Regions from separate parts of the Gossypium hirsutum genome. Here region 1 is linked to region 2. The links are chromatin contacts, called in public Hi-C maps. All regions are on one chromosome and are shown on one strand. Each heading gives the region's core, a stretch centred on a gene start, on an enhancer-like site or on the middle of the called end of the contact. The rest is flanking DNA. Distances are from core to core; before and after follow the strand shown. Region 1 holds the start of LOC107917792 (polyubiquitin). Region 2 holds the start of LOC107916525 (pentatricopeptide repeat-containing protein At4g04790, mitochondrial).

Evidence for each region. A called contact is a pair of places that touch in the nucleus more often than the background predicts.
Region 1: a Hi-C map of leaf shows a contact between it and region 2, with 1.5 times the contacts expected there. The contact joins the promoter of LOC107917792 here to the promoter of LOC107916525 in region 2. A contact is called at or near these places in 2 of 34 Hi-C or Micro-C datasets (both in leaf).

The regions. Positions count from the first base shown.
Region 1 is chrA01:10,945,620-10,951,986 of Gossypium_hirsutum_v2.1, forward strand. LOC107917792 (polyubiquitin) reads left to right here and starts at 4,088. Exons shown (of 2, transcript XM_016847108.2): 1 at 4,088-4,284; 2 at 4,930-6,367. The coding sequence starts at 4,930.
Region 2 is chrA01:10,747,571-10,753,393 of Gossypium_hirsutum_v2.1, forward strand. LOC107916525 (pentatricopeptide repeat-containing protein At4g04790, mitochondrial) reads right to left here and starts at 1,561. Exons shown (of 15, transcript XM_041076062.1): 1 at 1,208-1,561; 2 at 852-899. The coding sequence starts at 1,466.

The DNA.
Region 1 (6,367 bases), core at 2,838-5,337, 200 kb after region 2:
TCTAGAACCAAACTTAACTCATTAGCATCCACTCCACAATGATAATTAGCGCTTTCCAGCGCTTTGAATTTCTCCTCTAGTCATTTGTATCGGTATTCCAATTGTTTCGAGAGCTCCACCCTTGTCTTTTCTATTTCTTCATCGAGATCGAAGACAACGGGATTAATTAGGTTATTCTCCGGATTAGAGCCTGAGCCGACTTGGTAATTCATAGGAGCCGAATCACCAGCCTGAAATTGTTGGGGCTTGATTGTAACAGATGGCCTTCGTGTATACACCTCAGGTTGTGTCTAAACATTTGTCGAGGTAAAACCCGGGGGTAATAAAGATCTTCATTATCATTCCCAGTATTGACCATAAGGCTTTTTCCTTTTTCTTGCCCCCAAGTCAACAACTATGTCAATTGGTTCATCATGTTATTTTGGGATTTTAATATTTGGTCCCTCAAATCCAGTTGGATCTTAGCTAGTTGTTCTTGCATTTCCTTTTGCATTGGTTCCAACCTTTCCAGTTTTTCATCCATTGCTCTAGTTTTTCTTCATGTATAGTAAAGATGCGCACTTGGTAGGTTTTTATCGGTTTCCAGATTAACTGAAATAGTTTTTTAACTAATTAGGGCCCTTTTGTGACACTCAATGCATATGATAAAATGCAATGCAAATGCATGAAATGAATGCAAAAAGAGACGTTGATTCTAGTTCAATTCTGTTAGTACAACTTTTGTAGATAACAAATATCTTTACATAAAGCGAAAACATGTACGGCCTTGCCCGTATACACTAGGCGAAGACATCGATTTTTTTCTTCATATTTGGATGCTAAAATCAAATCTTGTGAATTATCTCCTTTTTGCTTGATCTGGGCTGCGACTCCTTGCTCACTCATCCTCGTGATGCTCGTCAGCTTCTTTAAGTAAGCCGAGATGTTGACGGTTCTAGAATAATCTTTGTTGGCTTGAATCTTGAAGCCAAGTAGTGTACTTCTCTGCGGACTCTCATCCTTCTCTTGTCGTGTTTACTCGGACTATATTCGGACGGCTGTATTGTATTCCGCTTTATTAAGAAATTCATTTTCCATGACAAGCTCTTTATTTAGCAACTGAATGTAAATCAACACATTTTTTCTATGATGAAAATGCAATGCAATCAAGACAAAAGAAAACATGTTAGCATAAGAGAAATAAATAACCAGAATAGAGCACCTATCCGAGTAACCACTAGGGTTTGGTGTGGCTCTACTTAGGGTAGGCTATTAGGGCTCTCTATATGCAGTTCAGCTCTAAGGGAAGAGTACCTGAACCGGCAGATTCCTCGATCCTCCCCTATTATAGGTTCATATGGACCGAGTTCAGTTCAAGGGAATACATTTTCCTATAGCCATGCGGAGATGAAAATCTCACGAAGACATAGGTACGGATGTATCCCGAAAGCGGTCCACTATCCCATGCGGAGGTGAAAACCTCACGAATGCGTAGTTTCTCACTCCCACTTAAAAGGGCGTGACCAACGGTCATGCAATGCAATGCGAGGGGGTATAAAAGCTCGAAATACAAAAAACATGAATAAAATGATGAAAACCATAACACCAATGAAATGCAATGAGAGGATCGTATGTTTAAAACTAAATTTTCAATTTTTTGACAAAAGGACAGAAAATAATCAATTTTACGGCTTGACTCTTTTATTGGTCCCCAGTAGAGTCGCCAAGCTGTCGAAACTATTTTTCTGAAAAATGAGAATCGACTATTTAAAACGAAAGTTTAGAGTCGCCATTGATCCTTTTTTATGAGGTGTGATCGGGTCATCTCAAAACATGGCCGTTTTTCAATAAATAGATTGATTTATCAAAACAACTATTCTGGTCTGCGAAAATTGGAAAAACAGGTTCGGGAGTCTATTACGTGCGAGGAAGGGTTATCACCCTCGTCACGCCCAAATTTAGTACCTAATTGATTATTCAGTGTCTTAATGTCGAAAATTGAAAATTTGAAAGGAGTTTAAATACGATCCCCTTTAATGTTAATGCTTTTTTAAAGTATTTGGATGACTTAAAACGTATGTCAAGGACCGTTTCATCTCAAGGTAAAATGTTATATCCAGTACGTTAGGACACAACACCCCGACCCTCGAGTATGAGCTTGTCTTCTATTTCATTTAAAACTCATGTATTTAAATTTTAAAAAGGATATTCGGATATTTAAATCAAACGGAAAATCGAAACCCAGTATGTTAGGGCACGACTACTCAAATTTCTAAATACAAAATATTGCCTTTATTTTATTTAAAACTCATGTATTTTAATTTAAAAGGATAATTGATTACTTAGATCAAATGAAAAACTGAAACCCAGTACATTTGGACACGATCTCTCGAATTTTCAAGTATCGAATATTGTCTTTACTTGAAAAATTCAGACAAAAATAATAATAAATAAAATAATATAAAGATAAAAAATAGAATAACAAAGAAAATTCGAATGAAAATTTAATTTAAATCGGGAGTGGGTAAATAAACACATGTACAACAAAATATTGAATGAAATAGTTTAAAAATAGGACAAATAATAAAAATAATAGTAATGATAATAATAAATATAATGGTAATAATATTAAAAAAATTAATATAATGATGATAATAGTGTTAAAAATAATAATAATAATAAACAAACGACATATTAATAATAATAGAAAATAACGATAATAATAATAGAAGTAATGAAAATAATAATAATAGAAACAATAAAAATAAAAATAATAATAAAATAGAAAATAATAATGATACATTAATAATAATAACAATATAAAAAATAATACTATATTAATAAAAATAATAATAGTAGGTTAATAATAATAATAATAATAATAAGGTAAAAAATAATAATGAAATAATAAAAACACTATTACTTACTACTACTACTAATAATAATAAAAGAACACAATAATAGTATATAGAATAATAGTAAAAGTAATAAGAATAAAAATAAAAATAATATTAAAAATAATACTCTCCACCTCCCTTCTAAATTATCGGTCCGGCCTTGTTCCGGTCACCGGACCTCCACGCACCGTCCTCAGCACCACCGTACATGGCGGCCGGACCTAAAAAAAATCTTTTTTCGGCAATTTCAAAATGGATAAGCTTCCTCCCTTTTATTTTTACTTTCGTATGTAAAAAAACAAAATAAAATTGAAAGATAAAATAAAATAAACAAAGAACTTAAAATGAGAATAAACGAAAAAAACACATCTTTTGCTTTGATTTTTGACTAATCTCGTGTATTCCTTGTATTGAAAGTCTCTTTTTTTCTTGTATTTGAATCTCTCTCCTTTTTTCTCCAAAAAACAGAACCCCCTATTACAAAGGTTTTGAATGGCTTTTATAGCTAAATTTTACAACTTGTTTGCTAACCGATTGCCTCTTTCTTTTTGCAGACAAGTAGAGTGATGGAGTTAGTAGTAAGTGGGGTGATGGAGTTAGTGGTTGGTTTGGTAGGGTGCTAATTAGACTATTAACTTATTTAATATTTTGGACTCTGTTTGTTGGATTGGGGCAAAATTTGAGTCCTACAATTATGATTCACTGTTCAAATTATGAAATAAATTAAAATATGTTAAAAATCGTTATAAATAAATAAAATATGACACATATAATCATGTCGAAATTTGTGTAAGATGAGCTATAAACATATAAAATTCAACTATACTAAATTTAAGTTTAAACTATATTAATAGTGATCCCATTATTAATATATTTTTTAAATATTTTATGTTGAGATTTTATTCCTTATTTATCTCTTTAAATGTGAGGTAACCTTAAAAAGCATATATTTTAAAAAAATTATTAAAATTTTTACTGATTTGATGATAAGATATTTATAGTTGTAAATAAGATTGGAGTCGTACTGCTCATCTTACTATTAAGAATTTATCCTTCTCCTATAATTCATAAAAAACCACAAAACTACTTTAATTTTGAAAATAATTCTAGAAGATTCTAGTATTTTTTGGGAGCAAAGAAAAGCCATAAACGGCAGCGTCGTCTTAAAGGCAAATATCTACCTTTCTTAAATCTCTTGGTCAAAGGAAAGACCAATCTTAGCGTGTAATCCAAGGTGATCCAAAATTCTACATAACACGTGGCTTCCTCTTTTCCGTACTTTTCCTCATTAAGTCGGCAATCTCCTCTTATAAATCTACGTTTTTCCTCCTAATTTCGCATCAAGTTCACAATCGTCTTTTCTTTTAATATTTGTTCAAAGCTTTCGATTACAAATCCCTCGCGAAAGGTATTCTTTTGTTTTCATCTTCTTTTCCTTCTCTCGATTCTTGATTTTCTTTTTAATTGTTGTCGTTGAACTTTTTTTGGGTATATTTTTGTTCGATTTATTAAGGATTTCGATCTTGTTGATTTCTTCAATTCGATCGGTTTTGAGATAAATATTAGCATCTGTTTGTATAATTATCTCTTATTTTTTCGAATTCAAGATCATAAATCCTCGGTTGCTTTGGCTGTATAATTGATTGTTAATATTAGGGTTTCATCGTTTATTGCTGATCTAGTTTCTGGATCTAAGTATAATTGAATTTTATTTCTTTCTTATGACTGTAATTTTTTTATGTTATCGATCCGTTGATTTTGTGCTATTTATTGGTGAGTCTAAGTTGGGTGGTCGGCCCAAATTGGATGTTATTGTTCATGTTATTCGATTGGTAGATTGTATGAAATAAATATTGTTGATTTCGGTTTTTAATTGCTTGATGTATTATTCATAATTTGTGGTGTAAGGTGTTATTTCAACTTTATATGTAGGTATAATCTATCCAGAATTTGATCTTGGTTGCTTCTACTCTACTTTTAGTTTTTTGCTCTTCAAAAAATGTTATAATTTCGTTCATGCGAAGTAAATCTGTGTTTCTTGTCGACACAACAGATGCAGATCTTTGTGAAAACTCTTACTGGTAAGACCATCACCCTCGAGGTGGAAAGCTCCGACACAATTGATAATGTCAAGGCCAAGATCCAAGACAAGGAAGGGATCCCCCCTGACCAACAGAGGCTTATCTTCGCTGGGAAACAGCTTGAGGATGGCCGTACCCTTGCTGACTACAACATCCAAAAGGAGTCCACCCTCCATCTTGTCCTTCGTCTCAGGGGTGGCATGCAGATCTTCGTGAAAACCCTCACTGGCAAGACAATCACCCTTGAGGTTGAAAGCTCCGACACAATTGATAATGTCAAGGCTAAGATCCAGGATAAGGAAGGGATCCCTCCTGATCAACAGAGGCTTATCTTTGCCGGTAAGCAACTGGAAGATGGTCGCACCCTTGCTGACTACAACATTCAAAAAGAGTCTACCCTCCACCTTGTGCTTCGTCTCAGGGGTGGCATGCAAATATTTGTCAAAACTCTTACTGGCAAGACAATCACCCTTGAAGTGGAAAGCTCCGACACAATTGATAATGTCAAGGCCAAGATCCAAGACAAAGAAGGTATCCCTCCTGACCAACAGAGGCTTATCTTTGCTGGAAAACAATTGGAGGATGGCCGCACCCTTGCTGACTACAACATCCAGAAAGAGTCTACCCTCCACCTTGTCCTTCGTCTTAGGGGTGGCATGCAGATCTTTGTAAAAACGCTCACTGGAAAAACCATCACTTTAGAGGTGGAGAGTTCTGATACAATTGATAACGTTAAGTCCAAGATTCAGGACAAGGAGGGCATCCCACCAGACCAGCAGAGGTTAATTTTTGCTGGGAAACAACTTGAAGATGGCAGAACCCTTGCAGACTATAACATTCAAAAGGAATCTACCCTCCATTTGGTGTTGCGTCTTCGTGGTGGTATGCAAGTTTTTGTGAAGACCCTCACAGGAAAGACTATTACCTTGGAAGTTGAGAGTTCTGATACGATTGACAATGTGAAAGCTAAGATCCAGGACAAGGAAGGTATTCCACCGGATCAACAGAGGCTGATTTTTGCTGGCAAGCAGCTGGAGGATGGGAGGACCCTTGCTGATTATAATATTCAGAAAGAGTCAACCCTCCACTTGGTGCTTCGCCTGCGTGGTGGAATGCAGATATTTGTGAAAACTTTGACCGGTAAAACCATTACGTTGGAGGTGGAGAGCTCCGACACGGTTGATAATGTTAAGGCCAAGATCCAAGATAAGGAGGGTATCCCACCTGACCAACAGAGGTTGATTTTTGCCGGAAAGCAGCTCGAGGACGGGAGGACTCTTGCGGACTATAACATTCAAAAGGAGTCGACCCTGCATTTGGTTTTGCGCCTTAGAGGAGGGATGCAGATATTTGTCAAGACCTTGACTGGGAAAACCATCACCCTGGAGGTTGAGAGCTCGGATACGATTG
Region 2 (5,823 bases), core at 311-2,810:
CCTTCTCCAGGCAAACTGCTATTAGAGCATTGTACTCTTTCAAACCAGTATCTCTTCCCATTTTATCAAAAAACTCTATAGTAGCTTTTGTGCCCAATTTATCTCCACACATCTTTATTAACCGATTAAATCGACCAGACTGGGTTTTCTTGAACACCCATTTCTGCTTCCTTTCACGTGAAAGTTCTTTCCTCCTAAAGGATATGTTATAGTTAGACGCATTTGAAAGCCAGGGTATGTTTAATACTCTCCCTAAAGAACTCCCATTATCCATCATTTTTTCGATATCCTTTGAACTTTCTGCAGGACCAGCTGCACGCAGAATATAATACATGATTTAATCCACAATGAATGAACTAAAACTGCTTTTCCTTTTCCCAAAATAAAATATAGAAAGAAAAAAAAAACTTTTAAATTTAGCTATTTAGAAAGATAACTGAAAACTTCAGGTTCCTAACCATGTACTTGCTAATTAAAGAGCATATTCTACTTGAAACAATTATCTACATGCAAGTGCAATTTTAAATTAAATGATAATAGCAACTTACTCAAAATCCGTGCAAGTTATTTATGCATACATGCATATATGAATACATGTATGTATATGCATATTGCATTCACATAGAGAAAAACATTCTTCTTGATTGCTATCCATTTGCAAGTACAATCTCTTATTAAGTAAATAACTTTTCTCAAGACTAAATCAAGTAAATAAGTTTCCAAATGTGTAACATCAGACCAGGAATATAAAAACACATTCAAATTTCACCTTTTTTTATCCTTATGTTTCTCAAAATAAGCTGAAGGAACATAACTGGCATGCTATGAATCTATGACTAATGAATACTTACTACATAATATAGAATGTAGCTCATCTGTGAACCCCCCGATTGAATTCTCTGCATTAACCACGGTAAAATCAAGACTTCAGATTTTACACTTAAAAATGACACATTTCACTCAATTCTCCGCCAGACCACAACTAAACCGACACAGAACAAAACCAGAAATATATATTTCAATTAAAACAACAGAGTTCAACGAATTCTTAAATACCGGAATCCAATAAAAAAAACTACGATTTTCACTTAAAGACGAAAATTTTCATTAAATTCTTCAGTACCAGGAACTAAAACAATACAAAAAACAAAACCCAGAGTCCAGAAAACCAAAGGAAAAAGAAAACGTTAAACATTAAAAAACAAACCAGAAGTTGAAGCAGGTTGTAGCAACCAGCTCTGAAGGCTACCATCATTGGCGGGATTCTTGGTAGGTTGAAGTGAACGTATTCTGAATGAACCGGATGATGTGGATGGGGATGAGGATACGGCTGATGAGGTGTCAAGCGACAAGACGAACTGTTTTAGGGGTTTGTCACCGGAGGGTAAAGAGGAGGACTCTTTAGTGGCCTTTTTAACGGCGGTTTTAAATAAGGAGCTAAGGGTTTTGGCTTTAGAAGCGGTCATTTGATACAGAGGTTTTGGAGCTCACATGAAGGCTGAAGGCTGGAGGCTGAAGGCTGAAGGTGAAAGGGTTTGGGCTTTTGGGAGCATCTTAAAATTTGAGTTATAATAAGTATATAAATAGAATTAGAATATATGTAATATGTCAAGAGATAGGATTAAATTACTTAGGAGGTGTTGCATTATAAGGAGGAGATCAAATTAGTACCTTTATTATAAAATAGATCAATTTAATCTTTATACTATTAAAAATAATCTAATAAGTCTAAATTATAACAAAGTTAATATTTGTTGTATAAAAATATTTGGAAAATTATTTTTTTTCAATTACTTCTCAATTTTAAATAAAAGATTTTATTTATAAAAGCATAAAAATTTTTAAAATATTAACTATGTTAAACAATAAATAATTTTTTAAATAGTAAATGTTAACTCTATTCCTATTTAAAATTATTTGATTGTTTTTAATAATACGAAGGCTATTTTAATCTATTTAATAATAAAAAGATTAATTTAATCGGGTCAATTCTACCAAAATAACCCACAATCCAAATGTTTTGCCTCTAATGCAGGCCATACAAATGAGAGCTAGAGCTTTCAAAAGGCTTCAAGGTCTATCCAGTGCAATCATCTTTGTTAATAGATTCGAAGCGAGAATAAAGAACCTATAAATAATAAGCATTGTGGATCCGTAATGAAAATAAAGAACCTAAAAACAACAAACCCTGTATTTAGCTATGGCGAATAATACCCTAACCGAAAATTGTCGTAAATTACCAATCCAACTTTGGTCGATTCTAGTATGCAATATGCTTCAACTTAATATTAGAAGAAGAAATGAGTCCCAGTTTTGGGCAAGAAAAATCAACAATCCCCTTGTTATGTATGATCTTTTAATATATAGCTTAGGGAAAAAACCTAGCTTTTCTGCACGACTTTGGGCTCCAAGTAAGAGCTTGTTTTTCTTTTAATTAAAAGGGATTTTATTAAAAGATGATCCACATACAGACGATTTGATTTAATTTTAATTAATTAGGTTTTGATTAAATTGTCCAAAAATAAAATTAAGCCTGTTAACTAAATTAATTTAGGTTGTGTTTGATAAACTAAAATTTTAAGTGTTGAAAAATTATTTATTGAATTTTTACTACTAAATTTTATAAGTGTTCAATTTATATTAGAAAATTGTTTGATAAATTAATAAATATAACTACAGAATATAATTATGTTGTTTGATAAAAGTAAATATTAATTTTTAAATTTTTAAATTTTTAATCTTATTAATATAATATTTTATATTATTTTGGATAGTTTTGGATGAATGATAAATATGATAATTTGAATATTTTAAAAAACATAATTTATTTCAATTTTTTAATAAAATAAAATTGACTTAATATTTTCTACATTAACTAATAAGTGACTGACTATCTATTTATCTTATTCAAACACCTTTTTATTGAAAATTTTACATTAAATAAAAAATTAAAATGGCTATAAAAGATTAAATTTAGTAGTCTGCTACCCTAGCACGCAATTTGCCTACCTCTCTAGCATGCTCTTAAGTTTTTTGGGTTCTTCTATTTAAAGTCAATCTTGGCGGCAGCCGTCTATTAGAATCTACTCTCATCCATCAGGACAACATGCATATAGTGGTTGAATCTCAAGCCTGCAATCATGGAAAAAGAATTTGCTGAATTAACGGTTGAAGAAGAAGAAGAAGCAGTTTTACAAGCACAAGTTAAGTCGAATTTAGAAAAGGAAGAAAGAACTTTTCGACTGGTGGGATTTTTTTAACAGCCAGCATTATTTACTTCCCAGCAATGAAAAGCACCATGGCAAATTTATGGCACCCAGTTAGAGGCGTTCAGATCCAAGATCTAAAGGAAAAACGTTTTCTGTTTCAATTTTTTCATGCTATGGATATGGACAGAGTTTTGAAGGGTTCCCCATGGACCTTTAATAATCACTTATTGATTCTACATCCACTACAGTGGGGGGAAGACCCATTGAAAATCCCTTTAATCTTTTCACCGTTTTGGGTACAGATCCATACTATTCCAATGGGGTTTTTTTATGAGAATTTGGCAAGGCAATTAGGGTATTTTTTGGGAAAATTTATGGAGTATGATAACTCAGATCTAGGGAAAGGTAAGAGGAATTTTATGAGAATTCGAGTTCAATGGGATGTCCGTCACACATTAAAAAGGAAAAAGCAGGTTTGTTTCTTAGGGAATTGTTCATATGTTAGATTCAAATATGAGAGGATGACTCTTTTCTGTTTCTATTATGGCCGAGTGGGTCACAGTGATTCCTTTTGTGAGGCAAAAATGGCGTTAGGGGTGGAAGTGGCAGTAATGGGCAGGGACTTGTCTTTGCGAGCTCAATCCAAAAGAGCCTTAGCAATGAATAGTATCTAGTTACATGAAGATGGAGAAGATGACACAGGCGAAAGCCTCTTAGCCGGATGCAATTCAGAAAATAGGCCATGGGGAATGTGGAATAAGTCAGAAATTGGAGTATCCATCGACCCTATTCTAGGGATTAATTTGGAAGGTAATTGGCCCTCTTCTTCACAATGGGAGGGAAACTTATTGGCCAAACAATCCCATTCTATAATAGAACATGATTTGGAATAAAGGGCGCAAATTGGATAGGAAGGAAAAAAAAGGCCTAGGGGGAAAGTGAAGACCAAACAATAAGAGAAGAAGGCAATATTGCAACTGCAAGAAGTAAGAGATTGTTGGACAATACCCTTTTATCATCAGCGGCTGCCAAAAGGCAAGCCGACCGATCGCAATGAAAATTTTAAATTAGAATGTCTGTGGTTTGGGGAACCCACGGACAATTCGTAGACTTTGGCATACGCTGAAGACATATAATCCCCAAATGGTCTTCTTCATGGAGACAAAGATAAATAAAATTCAGATGGAATGAGTGCAAAGAAGCTGTGGTCTTGCTAATGGCATTGATGTGGATCCCGACGGATCTAGAAGAGGTCTATGTTTGGCTTGGAGAGGTGATGTTCCTATCACGCTTTAGAACTTTTCAAAAAGGCACATTGACGTGTGATCCATGATTTTGTGTGATAAGTTTTATAAATTTATAATTAATCGTTCTTGAAACTAACTCTTATCATGATGTAAGCAAGTGTACCTATCGAACTGTAGTATAGTTTTAGCAAGACCGGATTGTTGAACCCAAAGGAACTAAAAGTACTAGTAATGACTGTCTTTTTATTATCTAGCCCAAGAATAAGGGGGTTTATTTTAACTAACTAATTAACTAAACTAAGAATTCACAGAAAATAGAATTGGGGGATTACTTTTGGAAAAAGATTGAATTAAGACAATACCTAAGGAAGAATCCACATAAACTTCACTTGTTATTCTGACTCTGAATCGGACGATTTATTCATTTAACTTGTTTCGTAGAGATCCCTAAGTTATGTTATTATCCCTATTCAAGACTAATAACGTCTAAATCCTAGATTGAATAATTGAGACTTTTCTCTAATTAACACCCTAGGGTTGCATTAACTCGATCTATGGATCCCCTTATTAGGTTTCACCCTAATCCGACAAAATCTTGTCACCCTATCTCTAGGCGCGCAATCAACTCCGCTTAATTATGACAATTGTACTCTTAGACAAGGTCTATTCCTCCTCTGAATAATAGCTTAACTTGAATCAATATACTGGAATATCAAAACAAGAATTAAGAACACATAATTAAGAATAAGTCAAATATTTATCATACAATTCAGAAAATAATAATAAGATTCGTCTTAGGTTTCATTCCCCTTATGTATTTAGGGGATTTAGTTCATAACTAAAAAGGAAAACATCTTAGAAGAATAATGAATACAAAACATAAAGAAAACCCAAAACTTCTGAAGGGAAATTGAGGGGAGATCTTCAGTCTTGATGATGAATCCAGTTTCTGAGATGGATCAATCGGCTTTCTTCGAGTAATTCCTTCATTCCTCCCTGTGCCTCCATGTGCCTCTATTTTCCTCTTCCTTTAGGTGTATTTATAGGCTTTAGAATGTCTAAAAGCCCTCAAAATTAGCCTTTTCCGAATTGGACTCAACTTAGGCTCGGCAGGGACACTCCTGTGTGACAGGCCCGTGTGTGATTACTTCAGGTCATGCTCGAGCCTGTTAGAATGGTACGGGCATGTGTTTTACCCGTGTGAGTTGTGCTTTGATTCTACCAAATTGACACGACCGTGTGGTCTGCCCGTGTGAGGAAGTCCAGGCCGTGTTGATTTCGTATGTTGGTCATTTTCTTCATTTTTGGCCTGTTTCTCGTTCCTTTCGCTCTCCTATACTCACCTAAGTATAAAACATGAAATTAAG